Linked DNA regions of Rattus norvegicus: regions 1 and 2 are each linked to region 3. Evidence: chromatin contacts called from public Hi-C data. All regions are on one chromosome and are shown on one strand. The core of a region is the stretch at or near the end of the contact, and the rest is flanking DNA. Distances in the headings are between cores, read along the strand shown.

The links. Hi-C and Micro-C count contacts between places; a contact is called where the count stands out from the background.
Region 1: a contact with region 3 is called in a Hi-C map of Schwann cells, with 9 times the contacts expected there. The contact joins the promoter of Adamts5 here to the enhancer-like site in region 3. A contact is called at or near these places in 2 of 12 Hi-C or Micro-C datasets (Schwann cells and psoas muscle).
Region 2: a Hi-C map of hepatocytes shows a contact between it and region 3, with 2.2 times the contacts expected there. The contact joins two enhancer-like sites. A contact is called at or near these places in 5 of 12 Hi-C or Micro-C datasets (the A7r5 cell line, the Rat2 cell line, Schwann cells and 2 more).

The regions. Positions count from the first base shown.
Region 1 is chr11:38,531,017-38,535,395 of GRCr8, reverse strand. It overlaps Adamts5 (ADAM metallopeptidase with thrombospondin type 1 motif, 5), which reads left to right and starts at 1,880. Exons shown (of 8, transcript NM_198761.2): 1 at 1,880-3,371. The coding sequence starts at 2,277.
Region 2 is chr11:38,945,793-38,950,615 of GRCr8, reverse strand. No RefSeq gene overlaps it. Among named protein-coding and RNA genes, the nearest start is that of Adamts5, 410 kb to the right of the region's middle. Within about 2 kb of position 3,500, at least 2 of the 93 cell types and tissues checked have an H3K27ac peak or open chromatin away from gene starts, as enhancers often do.
Region 3 is chr11:39,955,677-39,960,622 of GRCr8, reverse strand. No RefSeq gene overlaps it. Among named protein-coding and RNA genes, the nearest start is that of N6amt1, 110 kb to the left of the region's middle. Within about 2 kb of position 1,377, at least 7 of the 93 cell types and tissues checked have an H3K27ac peak or open chromatin away from gene starts, as enhancers often do.

The DNA of each region.
Region 1 (4,379 bases), core at 631-3,130, 1.4 Mb after region 3:
CTTGGACTGCCTGGTACCTTACCTGAGAATGTACTATTTGGGGGAGCTATGCAAGTGCACCTGCTCTCCTCTGAAGCAATGAAGCTGAAAAGGATGGAAATGTGTAAATTATATGAGGTGTGTGCGGATTCCAGTATTGGACCTGCCTGCCACCCATCAGCTTGCTCTGAGAAAGCCAGTGGGTTTTCCAGTTCACCTTCTTAGAATTGATAATGAGAGGGGAAAAGGGATGGAGGAAGTAAGTGGCAGGGGCCATGCCATCTGCCCACTAATAACCACCAATCACCTCCCCTAAAGTATTCTTCCATTGGAATAGGAGCTTTGGAAATGATCCTGGAAGCAAGAGTAGGGGACCGACAGTAAGTGAATGACTTAGGAGAGATGTAGTAAGTGAATGACTTAGGAGAGATGTAGTAAGTGAATGACTTAGGAGAGATGTAGTGAGTAAACAAACAAAGGAGTGCTTGCCATTTAATTACCTTTTAAGAAGGAAAGAGAGAAAGTGTGAGCACAAATATAAAAGTTTGGGGTGGGGGTGCTGAATTCCCTTCAAGAGTTAACTCTTTCCCACCCTGACATCCTACAGCTCAAAGAGTTCCAGTGGCTGGGATAAGTGACAGATTGTGGGCACTGACCAACTATGCGCTGGAAAAAGCTGGGAGCACCGCCATTTATACACAAAGCCAAGGACTTCCCAGGCCGCAGCCGGCCCTGTTGGGGTCACCGCAGTGCTGCATGCCCAGAGACGCGCCAGGAAGCACCCGTGGCTGCCCGGCTGCTCAGCTGGTGGCCGGGAGAAGTTAGTCACCCCTAACCCGAAGTCAGCAAGTGTTGGAGCTTGAACAAGCTAGAAGATGAAAAGTCTGGAGATCAGCTACCCAGACGACTGGAGGGAGCCAGGGAAAAGAAAGATGGACTTGGGAGTGCACGGGCAGCTGCCCTGTCCAGTGAAGTTACCAGGTCAACAAGGCCAGAGCGCACCGGCCCACAAAATGAGGCAAGAACTTCATATCCCGTGCAAGAACAGCAAGGGGAAGGAGCTAGGGAGAGACTTTAAAAACACACCAAAACACCCCTTAAGGAGATGAGGTAAGCCGAGGTTAGCCAACCCCGTTTGGTTGTGAAATACCACAACAGACCCTGAGTTGCTGTGGCTTTAAATGAGGCCAAGTGAATTTTCTTGTTTTCTGCCCAAATGCTGTCTCTCTCTCAATCTCTCTCTCCCCCTTGCTCCCTCCTTTGTCTCTCCTTCCACCTTGTTAGCTAGGTTCTGGTCCCTTCCTCTTTCCGGGTCTCCCTTTCCTCGATCACCCTCCGCCTCTCCCGGCGCCCTCCCCCATCAGATTAGGCGCGGACCGGGAAGGGTGGGAGTGGTGGGGGAAGCTCTCCCTTTAAGAGGCAGCGTGCAGTGACGAATTGTTGAAATTGCCATTGCAGGATGGCACGCCGCTATAAATTCATTGTCCCACCTCCTCGCATCTTCACAGCGCCTGAGCCGCTCTCCGCGCCCGCAGCAGCCGCCGACTGGGGATGATCCCGGGCGGGAGAACGCGGCAACGGAAGGGACCAGGACGCGCCGCCTCGCTGGCTCTCCGCAGGCCGCCTCCTAGCTTTTGATTTTAAACATTTTAGGTGTTTTCTTTCTTTCTCTCTTTTCTTTTCTCCCGTCTCATTTCTCCCCGCCTTCGGGTTCCAGCAGAGCCGAGGAAGCCCTCAGAATAAGAAAGGAAGTGGGTCGGAGCTTGGAAGCTCTGCAGCCGGCCAGCCCCGGGCTTCGAGGGGGCGGGAGCCAACGCGCACCAGTTGCGGGCCGGGAGCGCGGTCCCCCTCCTTACTCTCTTTGCTCGTTTGTTTTAATCTGTTTGTGCAAAAATCTTGTCTGCGTTGGGCCTCTCTCCTTTATTTTGTATTCGGTAGCTCTCCAACTCCTGGCTTTTGCTCCCACCACCACCACCCTTTATTTAATTTTTTTAAATATTTTTAATTTTTTTTTCTTCCTCCGTCTCTTGGACCTCAATTCCAAACATTTTCCAAACCAACAAAGAAAAGTTCGCACGCTGGCACCGCGGCCAGGACAGCCTGGCGCTCTGCTGCGGGTTCCCCCTACCCTTTCCTGGACACTTGACTCAACCTTGCAAGCAAGTGTGTAGAGTGTGTGGGTGTGGGAGGGTGGGTGGGAGGGTGAGCCCCCCACCCCCGCCCCTGAAACTTCTATAGCAAATAGCAAACATCCAGCTAGACTCAGTCGCGCAGCCCCTCCCGGCGGGCAGCGCACTATGCGGCTCGAGTGGGCGTCCTTGCTGCTGCTACTGCTGCTGCTGTGCGCGTCCTGCCTGGCCCTGGCCGCTGACAACCCTGCCGCGGCACCTGCCCAGGATAAAACCAGGCAGCCTCGGGCTGCTGCAGCGGCTGCCCAGCCCGACCAGCGGCAGTGGGAGGAAACACAGGAGCGGGGCCATCCGCAACCCTTGGCCAGGCAGCGCAGGAGCAGCGGGCTGGTGCAGAATATAGACCAACTCTACTCTGGCGGTGGCAAAGTGGGCTACCTTGTCTACGCGGGCGGCCGGAGGTTCCTGCTGGACCTGGAGAGGGATGACACAGTGGGTGCTGCTGGTGGCATCGTTACTGCAGGAGGGCTGAGCGCATCCTCTGGCCACAGGGGTCACTGCTTCTACAGAGGCACTGTGGACGGCAGCCCTCGATCCCTAGCTGTCTTTGACCTCTGTGGGGGTCTCGATGGCTTCTTCGCAGTCAAGCATGCGCGCTACACTCTGAAGCCGCTCTTGCGTGGGTCCTGGGCAGAGTCCGAACGAGTTTACGGGGATGGGTCTTCACGCATCCTGCATGTCTACACCCGCGAGGGCTTCAGCTTCGAGGCCCTGCCGCCACGCACCAGTTGCGAGACTCCAGCGTCCCCGTCTGGGGCCCAAGAGAGCCCCTCGGTGCACAGTAGTTCTAGGCGACGCACAGAACTGGCACCGCAGCTGCTGGACCATTCAGCTTTCTCGCCAGCTGGGAACGCGGGACCTCAGACGTGGTGGAGGCGGAGGCGCCGTTCCATCTCCAGGGCCCGCCAGGTGGAGCTCCTCTTGGTGGCTGACTCTTCCATGGCCAAGATGTATGGGCGGGGCCTGCAGCATTACCTGCTGACCCTGGCCTCTATTGCCAACCGGCTGTACAGTCATGCAAGCATCGAGAACCACATCCGCCTGGCCGTAGTGAAAGTGGTGGTGCTGACCGACAAGAGTCTGGAGGTGAGCAAGAACGCGGCCACGACCCTCAAGAACTTTTGCAAATGGCAGCACCAACACAACCAGCTAGGTGATGACCATGAGGAGCACTACGATGCAGCCATCCTGTTCACCAGAGAGGTAGGTGATGCAGGTGGGTACCCAGCTCTAGGATGCAGACAGGTGGAAGGGAGGGTCTTGCTGGCGGCTCTGCTTTTCCCATAAATGACTTGTCACTCAGTAGAGATTTACTTAAATGCATCTTGTGACACACTCAGCCTCCACTTTCACTCAGCTTTTCTGCTTAGCCTCTGCCTTAATCCTTGCTTTAAGTGAGGGAACCGGCTTAGGAGATCAACATTCACTAGACTAGATGCCAGGCAGACAGGACAGCGGAGTGTATGATCATGATAAGGGGATATGCTCGTGTGTGGGGAGAAAGTGTACAGTTGAATGGCAAAAGGGAAAAAGTAAGACTGTCTCTGAAATTGGGTGTTTTCTACTTCGCAGTGAAGACAAAAGTTCTACTTTGTCCAACTTAACGAGAAGTTGGCAGTTGTTTTTATCTGATTGATGGCCTCCCTTGTAAATGTCCTTAAACGAACTCTTCTGCAACACTAGCCTTTTCCAAAGGACTCCTTTTTCTAATGTGGCTTCCAAATGGGCTTCTGACATATCCACCTTGGAATCTGAGTTCCTGAGAAGGAAGGAATGTGGGAGGGACAGGAGGATGCAGAAGCCCAATCAGCGGTGAGGACAAACCCCAAGGCCCTCTACCAGCACATCAGAAGCACCACCCTTCCACCCGGCTGCCAAACAAGGGTCAAATCCAGTTGGAAGGTTTGGGGTTTGGATGAATGTGTTTCTGAAGTTCTGGGCAGAGCTTCAGGATGTGGGGAAGAATGTTTTCCAAGGACTTCCCCACGTTAAGGATGATGGTTACAGAGAAGGAAAAGAGATGGGTCATTATAAGCCCAGACATTCTGGGAGCAACAAATCTATTTACGCAGTTAGCAGACCACCATGTTAGCATGACAGTTCAGACAAAACGTCTTGCTGGTAGTTGTGAGCCCGAGCATTTAGAAAGCTCCCCCCATTACCATTCCTTATGTATCCCCCTCCCAGTCCTGTTGAATTTCTTCTTCCCAG
Region 2 (4,823 bases), core at 2,251-4,750, 1.0 Mb after region 3:
ATCTGCTGACACCAAACCCAGACACTACTGCTGATGCCAAGAAGTGCTTGCTGACAGGAGCCTGGAATATCTGTCTCCTGAGAATCTCTGCCAGAGTCAGACCAATACAGATGCTGATGTACACAGTCAAATAGTAGGCTAAGCGTGGAGACCCCAATGGGAAAGTTAGGGCAAAGACTATAGGAGCTGAAGGGTTTTACAACCCCATAGGAAGAACAACAATAAGAACTAACCAGATTCCAAAGCTCCCAGGGACTAGATCACCAACCAAAGAGTACACAGGGGCTCCAGCTGGATATGTAGCAAAGGATTGCCAAAGCAGGGCCTCACTGGGAAGGAATCCCCTTGGTCCTGTGGAGGATTGATGACCCAGGATAGGGGAATGCTCGGAGTAGGAGTGGGTGGGCCAGTGGGGAAGCACCCTCACAGAGGCAAGGGGGAGGAAGAAGGAGATAGGGGGCTTGTGGAGAGGAAACTGGGAAGGAGGATAACATTTGAAATGTAAATGGATAAAATAACCAATTTTTATGAAAGAAAGGTGTTTGCAATGACTAAATAGTAGATAATATGACTTTTTTAGAAAGTTTTATTGAAACACACACACACACACACACAGAGAGAGAGAGAGAGAGAGAGAGAGAGAGAGAGAGAGAGAGTCCTAAGTCCTATAACTCTATGCTTCCCAGCTGAGATTTGCAATGGAGTAATTGTAGCCTCACAGTATTAGATAGCCCCTCCTCTCCAGTTCTATTGCGTGCATCACACACAGCTTCTCCCTCAAGCCAGCTCATATTCATGGCTGTACCTTAATTCAGTAGATGTCAACGTTCCTTATATCTCTAATAACATGGGGTCTCCATTTCTACATAAACTTCACTTCATTCAATAACTCCTCTAGACCTCCTTGTAGGACCTGACACCTTGCCATACAGTTCTAGATAGTATTTGCTCTTGGGAACATGGCCTTTGTCCACTTGCTCTTGTATCTTTACATGTGTAAAATAAATACCGCATAGAGAAATAGACAGTACTGCTAAATTTGTTGCAATTTTGAGAAGTAGTCTAATCATGTGGGGCCACAGTTATATCGACTTGGCATGTGCTGAACTTGGGGAACATTTCTCAAGAGGTTTGCTCTTTAGTAGAGATGTCCTTTCATGACACTTTCAGTTCAGGCTCTCTCATTGCCAGGTAATTTGGCCTTTTATAATTTGGAACCTTTCTCGTGTTGGGTCTTGTTTTCGAAGCATGCCAGCAGAAAAGACACCAAGGTGCTAATTCACTTAATGGTTGCCGGTGTTTTCTGAGTACCTATTCTTTCTGTAACTTTCTTCTTTATGCATTTTTGTTACTTTTAGTTATGTGTATGAGTGTACCCGTGTATCAGTAAGTGCGTGTGAACACAAGTGCTTGCAGAGACCAAGAGATATCAGGTCCCCTGGAGTCAAAATTAGAGGAAACTGTTGCCCATATCTTCTGGATGTTGGACATCCAAAATCAAGTCTTCAGCAAGAATAGTTTGCAGCTTAACTTCTGAGCAGTCTCTTGAGCCTTGTCTGGCTACAACATTAGACTCCTTCCTTCCCGCTACATATTCAAATCTGCTTTCTTCCACTTCCTGCTCTTTCACAGACGGGCTGGAGATGCGAACTGACCAGCAACTATGACATAGCTTAAATTCTGTGGTCTTGAGATTTCGTCTGTCTCAACTTCATGCCCGTGACCTCACTCTGACTCAGGTTCTAAGGACTCAGAGAGAATACAATATGTGCAGCGTTTTGCTAAAATGTAATAAGAACGACCTCATCACCTAGCATCAAGTGGAACTGTCCTTGTGTCCCTTTAAAAACTAGAAGTATAGGACACCAGAACACAGCCATCAGTACCAACTAACCGGAACTCATCGGAGTTTGCAAAGACTAAAGCAGTCACAATGGATCCTGCATGGTTCTGCACCAAGTCCTCTGCATACATGTCGTAGTTCTTTAGCTTGAGGTTTTGTTGGACAATGGCAGTGGGGGGTGTCTCTAACTTCTTTGCCAGCTCATGGGACTTCATCTAGTTTTGACTGAGGGCATGTGCCTAGTTTTGTTGAATCTTAGTGTACCAAGTTTGATATCACAAGAAGGCTTGCTTTTTTCTGAAGGGAAATAGAGGAACAGTGGATCTGTGGGAGAGGAGAGGTGATATGGGATCTGAGGGGAAACATGGGATGGAGGGGAGACTGAAATGCCTATATATTGGATTAGACAGACTGAATGAATGAATGAATGAATGAATGAATGAATAGAAAATGTAGGGATCAGGCCATCATTTTCTACTTTTCTCCTGGCCTTGTTCTCTCCTGTACTCCCACCATAATCTTCCTCTAGCAATGTGTATAGCATTCTAGGGACTTTCAAACTTGTGGCTTCAAATTCCTCCTCACTCTTCCCACAAACCAGTTCTAAACATGTAAAGCCCATGCTTTAGGCTAAATTCATTAACACCCAACTTTATTGTTCCTAATTATCTGTATTAGTTACTTTCCTTATTAAAGAAATAAGGAGATAGTCCATCATAGTGGGAACACTATATGATTAGGTGATGAGTCAAGTCATTACATTGCATTAGATTAACCGTGCATCAATCAACGATTGTATCAAAACTAGATATTTAGCAGAATTTTACTCCAATAAGCAGAAATATACAGAGGTAACTTACTTTGTGAGTCTCTTAAAGTATAGAAGGGAGACAGGTATTCAGAAAATGTCCTATGGCTTGGTAGAACTACTACTATATTTAAAAATTCTAGGAAGCAAACAGAGAAGGCCCATTCAGCACAAAACCACATGTAAAGCAGACATGAAAAAATTAGTACGCAGCATTGGCAGATGGAATGCAACAGATAGTTAACACACAGCTACACTCTCTGCTTTGTGCCGAGGAAATAGTTCTAATGTATACATTACAAGACCTTCTGAAGGTCATGTGGGGTTGAGAAACTTAGAATGGTGAGAGAGATTCTGGTAGGATTAAACATCAAACTAAAAATCCAAAAACTGAAAAGTGCTGTGTCAGCAGAGAAAACATGCTGTTAAGAGCTAAATGATTACCCCTTATATTATGTAAATTGAAGCTTTAATACTCATTGCAGAGGTTAATAGTATAGGATTAGTGTCATTATAATAAAAGACACTAGAGGGCTCTGCTTGCATCTGCATGAGAAGACATGCTGAGAAAACAACAACCAGAAACCCAGGAGTTGAGTGGACTTCTGGATTGCACATATGTGGGCCAATACATTCAGATCATCTAAGACCCCAGTCCTTTGTATTTTATTGTGAACATCTGAGCTTGTGAGGACAGAGTAAATGATATCTGATTTTTAAAAAAGAGCATGTATATAATTCATCAGCTAAATGAGCCATCTCAAGGGAAGAAATGTGATTATATCTAGAGAAGCACCACCATTTGGAAATAACAGAATGGAGGAAGTCCTATGGAATGATGGAATGAACTAGGCTGTAGCACTTAAGTGAGGCTGCAGAATCTTATGTCTTCAGTAAAGCTATGGTATGTGTGGTCTTTATGTAATGGGAGGAACTGAGCCTCCAGCAGTAAGAGATTATATTCTTTGCACTCCTACCTCAGAAACAGGGTGGAGATGGCTGGGAGCAAGAGACACCAAGCCAAAGAAAACTATTCTTTTGCCTCGAGACTCTAGCGCTTACAGTTGATATTGGAACAAGCAAAGAATAACTGCATTTCGTATGCGATAAGGTCATGAAATTGAGTTTATGAGCAGTGCAGTGCTATGGACAGAATCCAATGTCTGACAAAATTTGAAGTTGATAGTCCTTAACCCAAAGCTGTTGTATTTGAAGGAGGTAGGAATTAGGGTTCAAAAAAATCATGTGCTTAGAGCTTTGATCTGATAAGTCTACAGACAGAACACAGTCATCTGTAACTCAGGAAAATGACTCACGCCAAGAAGACTCACATCCTCTATTTTGAAATTACTGTAAGCAAATATATTTAAGAAACCCTATTTATAGTATTTCTTATGGAAGCCCCAGTGGTCTAATAAACAGGACTAAATAGTCTTATTTTAAAATGATTTGAACTAACCGTCTCTTACTAAATTTCTCTAACCTCAATTGTATAAAAATATATATTTTTTTATTTTTGGAAATGTCAGTTCATTCCTTCTGAGATAGCTGCACAAACAATTCTTTTGAGTGAAGCATTGCAATATGATATAGGTGTGTTTTGCAAATCAGCCATGATTCTTCACAGAAATTCAAGAAACAACTAATCCTTAGTAATGAAGTTGTTCACATCATTTTTCTTATAAAATGTTTCTTGATTTTACACTCCCACCAGGACAGATGATGACATTAGAGCCTGGGGAATGAAGTGACTCCATATTGAAACTATATAGCGTAAAACTTACATTGGAAGTCACTGGTAAATATGTCGTAAAGTATGTTGAAAGTGAAGAGTACGTTTCTTTTCTTAAATATGTTACACAATTAAGAAAATAATACCTTCCTGAAATCCCAAAGTTGTTCAGATTTTCTAGGGAGCCAATGATTTTCCAAAAGCATGGTATACATTTCTTTATAGTTATTATTAGAAAAATAAATCATACTGCTCAAAAAACTGAATTACTTCACAATTCATAACCCAAGATTGCTAGTTACACACATAAACTAGTGAGTGTGAAAGGCAATTCAGAGAGATAACTATTTGGATTGCAACTGTCAACTATCTTGGATTATATTTGATGTGTGTGTGTGTATGTGAGGGTGTGTGTGTGTGTGTGTGTGTGTGAGAGAGAG
Region 3 (4,946 bases), core at 128-2,627:
TTTGTTTCGGGGACTGAATGGTGTCCTCCCCAACCTGGCCCAGTTATGATGTTGAATTCTCACTCTGTAAAACTGCAGAATGTAAATGTGTTTGTCTTTGTTCGTTCGTTTGTTTTTAAAGGATAGAATAGAGTTTATTTATGGGCATGGGAAGGGGAGTTGAGAAGGGAGTAGAGACCGAGCGAGAGAACGAGAGAGCACGAGAGATAGAGAGCATGAGAGAGCGAGAGAGCGAGAGAGAGCAAGAGCGAGAGCGAGAGCGAGAGCGAGAGAGAGAGAGAACGAGAGAGCGAGAGAGCATGAGAGAGCGAGAGAGCAAGAGAGAGAGGGAGTGAGAGAGAGAACGAGAGAGCGAGAGAGCATGAGAGAGCGAGAGAGCAAGAGAGGGAGAGAGAGAGAGAGAGAGAGAGAGAGAGAGAGAGAGAGAGAGAGAGAGAGAGCACGCTCCGGGAACAGCTGGGGGGGGGAGGGGAAAGAGGGAGAAAAGGGTTAGGGAGAACAAAGGGGGTCAGAGAGAGAAAAGGGGCAGAGAGTGTAAATGCATTTGTAATTAGTGGAGCTAGGGTGTCTGGAGAAGTTATTAGGGGTTCAGGAAGAGAATCCGTTGACTGTAATACTGGCCTCACAATGGGGACCCCGCTGGCTCGTGATTTTAGCACTCAGTTAGCTACAGAGCAACATGGAGACTGTGGCCACCCATAAGCTGAGGAGAGGGGCCTCACAGGAAATCAACTTTACTCTTGGTCAGCTTCCAGCACGGTGAGAAACACATTTCTGTCGTCCAGGTCATTTACTCTGTGGCACTTCCTTGTGGCTGTCCTAGCAGAAAGGCTCCCTCCTTAGCTGGTGAACGTGAACTCCTCAGTGGAATGCACACCCTCTGTGCAGGGATATGCTGGTCATCTGAATTTTAGTGCCTGAGCTCCAGAAGCAAGGAAGCACTCTCCGGGAGGTCCTTTTTCTTTCTTTCTTTTTTTTTTTTGATTCCCCAAATGGGCTTTCCTGGCTTTGAGGACTCCCCCCCCCCCCCAGCCCCCAGACACTATGGCCTCGATGATGGTAGAGACAATCGTGTATGGAACAGATGCCCGGACGCAGTGTTTTAAAACAGCACTGTTGCATTTCTAGGAGACTCAGCGCAGCCATCCCTCCTTATATTATCCAGGGCCCCTGCGACTGCCCAAGAAGCTCCCAGGGAATAGAACAAACTTAAGTGTATTTCTGCATGGGGGCAGAGATACAGCTAAGACCAAAGGGAAGAGTTTGGTCTAAAACTCTCTTTTCCTAGGGAACTTTTTCTTCCAGTGTGGGACAGGCACATGTCTCTAGAGGTCACCGAGGTGCCAGAGTGTGGCTTGAGCGCTAGAAGCTGCAGATGGCAGTAAGACACCACGCATGAGTGTGTAAGAGCACACCCACGCTGTCATCTGCTTTTTCTTCCTTAGTGGGTAAGTTACTGGAACATTAAAAAAAAGATTATTTATGGTGAAAAATTTGGAAAAGCGATCATGCCTGAGTTTTCAAGTTCACTCCTCGGCTGTGCTGCAAAGTACCAGGCAGCAGCCTCCCTCGGAGGAGGCCCTCAGCACACACGTCGCTGCTCCGGCTACCAGCTTGTGCAGAATCCCGGTGTCAGACTGACACGGATTTTGAAATCCAACCTCAGAGATGTTCCTAACCTCCTTTCAAGTTTCTAAAGATATGTTTACCAAATGTCGACGAGGGAATAATGATTCTCAGAACTTAATGGCAAGGAGTGACGGGACACAAATTAATCCTGACTGAGGCGTAGATGCCACCACCCCACACGAGATAGAAGGAAAGAATTCAAAACTGGACCTTTGAGGAACTTGATAATTACTGTTTTCAGCAAAGTGTAACTTTAAACCAGAGGAGCAGACTTTCTGGACAGGTCCAGACATTAAATCTTTCCGGTTTTATGAGCTCCTCAGTCTCTGTCTCAGCTACCCAGCTCTTGAATTGTACCCCGAGAGAGCAGTCATTGACATCCCCAACCCCCACAGTACAGGAGGCTCATTTCAGAGTTTTCCGGAGTCTCCTTCAACCTAGCCTTATTTTCAATCTTTCTATAGTAGAATTGAGCTCGTTAAAAGATAAGTTTCCTCTTTTGTATTTTTAAAAAGTTAATCCTTTTGCCTCCTGTACGTCTCAGACATGACTTTGTGATGCTGCACCCCTTTTCTTTGTTTTTGAAGAGATAAAATGTTGATTTGGGCCGAAACAGAAAACCTTATCCCGAGGTTGCCATTGGAGAGAGGTCTAGTCATCTTTTTGGCATAGGCAAGCTTCATTTTGTCTTATTCTGTCTCATGTGGTTCATCTGGCTTGAGTTCAACCTTAGGAACAAGGGTTGAGACTTGGAGCTGTGCTCACATTGGAACTGGACCAGCAATGTAGAGGGGCCAGATAACGTAAAACAAAATGTGTGCTTGTTGCACAAACAAGCCGGCGTAGGGCGTAAATCCTGCCTTCGTTGTGCTAGAGGGTGAAGTGAAGGTACCTTTTAAAACCATGACCTGTATCTTAACAAAGCACACTTCAGGATTCTCAGAAAAGTGATGTGTTAATACTCAGGTCCTGTAGGAGGTAATTACAGATGATGTTCACCGATAGCTTCTTGCCAATGTTTAATCCTTGGCTGGTAACAGTCCAGGTTTAAATAAGGATGCTGAGTGAGTAAACCTGACCATGAAGATCAAAGGAAAGAGATCCGGAGGCTCCCCCCACCTCTGTGTTGTATTCTTGTGTTCCAAGTGTGTTAGGAACCTGGGCTTTCCCCAGTGGACACCCATGGAAGCCAGGGACTGATGTCTGGATGTCTTTCCCAAATCACTTTCTACCTCATTATTAATTATTATTATTTAATTTTGGAAAAGACTTCAGTTTTAGTTTAAGTTCGTGTGTGTGTTTGTGTGTGTGTGTGTGTGTGTGTGTGTGTGTGTGTGTGTGTATGTGTGTATGTGTGTGTGTTCGTGCGCGCGTGCGTGTAGATATCAGAAGACGGCGTTGGGTATCTCCAAGCTGGAGTTGTAGGATTGTGACTCTTCGTTGGTTCTAGGGATTAAGCTCAGGTTCTCTGCAAGAACAGAGGGAAATATCAACTGTCTCCCCACCTCCTCTACCTTAGTGTTTGAGGCAGGGGTTCTCAGTCAATCTCATACTCACCTTCAAGTTGATTGGCTGTCCACCAAGCCTTCAGGATCCGCCCACTTCTGCCCCTCCTGTTGGCACTGTAGGAACTTGCAGCCACAGCAGGCTTTCGATGTGATCCTCCTGCCTGTGAGGCAGGCACTTTACCCACCGACCCTGTTTAGCTTTGTATAAAGATATTCTTTGAGAGAGACTGACTTACTAGGCTCTTTTTGGTCCATCTAGATGACATCAGACTCTGGAAGAGTGAAGCAGCTCTTCTCCCGGATTACGCTACCCCCCCATCCCCGCCCTGTGCGCGCCCAATGAACTTCAGTTGATAGAGTTTGGTTTCCCTTGGATTCTAAGCTTATCTACTTACCAGATACTGTAGGGTGAAGCCGAGGTTGGGGAAGGGGACCGTCCCCACAAATCCCTCCAAACTTCAAAACCGCAGTTGAATTTACACAATTTGACCTATGAATTACTTACATTGTTTACATCTGAACCATAATACCCAACTATAAAAATACAACGAAGATGGGTATAACTCAGTGATTGGCGCTCAGGTCTTGACTAGTGATCACAGGAATGCTTTGTGGAAAGTAAATACACTCTGGAGCTGGACCAACGCCTTGTTTTCAGTTTTCTTGCTAGCTCAGAAGTCTTACTCGGTGCCTTGGTCTGCAGAAAGTGAAGGAAATGGAGAAAGTCGCCTATGGGACAACTTTGGAGAATGTGGTTGCTGAGAGAGAGGTCAGCCTTCTGTAGGGGAATTTCTATGCGAATGTATTGGGAAAAGGAACTTAAATGGGAAACACACACAGGGCCCTTGGAAATTCTCCTGTCTGTGGAAAGCTTGTTCTAAGTCCAGGATAGAACAGGGGAGTGCTCCTGAGAATTTGCTCAAGGTGTTGGGATAAGGCACTTGTTTAACTATTGGTTGAAACGTGATGGAAAGAGGAAAACACACCCTCCAGCAGACACAAAATGAGCCTTTATTTTTTGTGTGGATGCTTCACAGAAGTCTTTTGAGAGACACTCCCCATTTCCATCCATATTTTGAAAACCTTGGGAGTCTATTTCCACAGCACACCCAAACTTCTTTCAGAGGGGACATACTGCTGTTGGGCTGGGGGGCACACCGGCCACATGTAGCCACTGAGTGCTTAAAATGTATCAGTTACAACTGAGAAACAGCTCTTTGCAGAATTTTACATGGAACATTCCTATCGTCATAGAAAGGTCTAGTTAAACAGCTCTAGAATGTGACTGCTTGCTAATTTCTTCCTTTCTTCCTTCCTTCCTTTCTCTCTCTCTCTCTCTCTCTCTCTCTCTCTCTCTTTCTTTCTTCCTTTCTCTCTTCCTCTCTATCTCTTTCTCTTTCCTCTCTCCCTTCCTCCCTCCCTCTCTTTCTCCCTTCCTTCCTTCTTTCTTTCTCTTTCTGTCTTTCTTTTCTTTTTCTTCCTTCTCTCTCTCTCTCTTTCTCTCTGGTTTTCTTCCTCCTTCCCTTGCTCCCTTCCTTCCTCCCTCCCTTCCTTCTTTCCTTCTCTCCTTCCTTCCTTCCTTCCTTCCTTCCTTCTGTCTTTCCTCTGTCCTTCCATTTTTCCTTCTTTACCCCCTCTCTCCATCTCTGTCTGTCTGTCTGTCTTAAGACTGGGTCTCAGTACATAGACTTTGCTGACTTACTTGGATCTTGCTTCACAGATCGGGATGGCCACAAGCTTGTAGAGATCCACCAAGTCAGCCTCTGGCTGCTGAGAATGCACTCCTTTAGTGAGGACTCATTCTTCTTC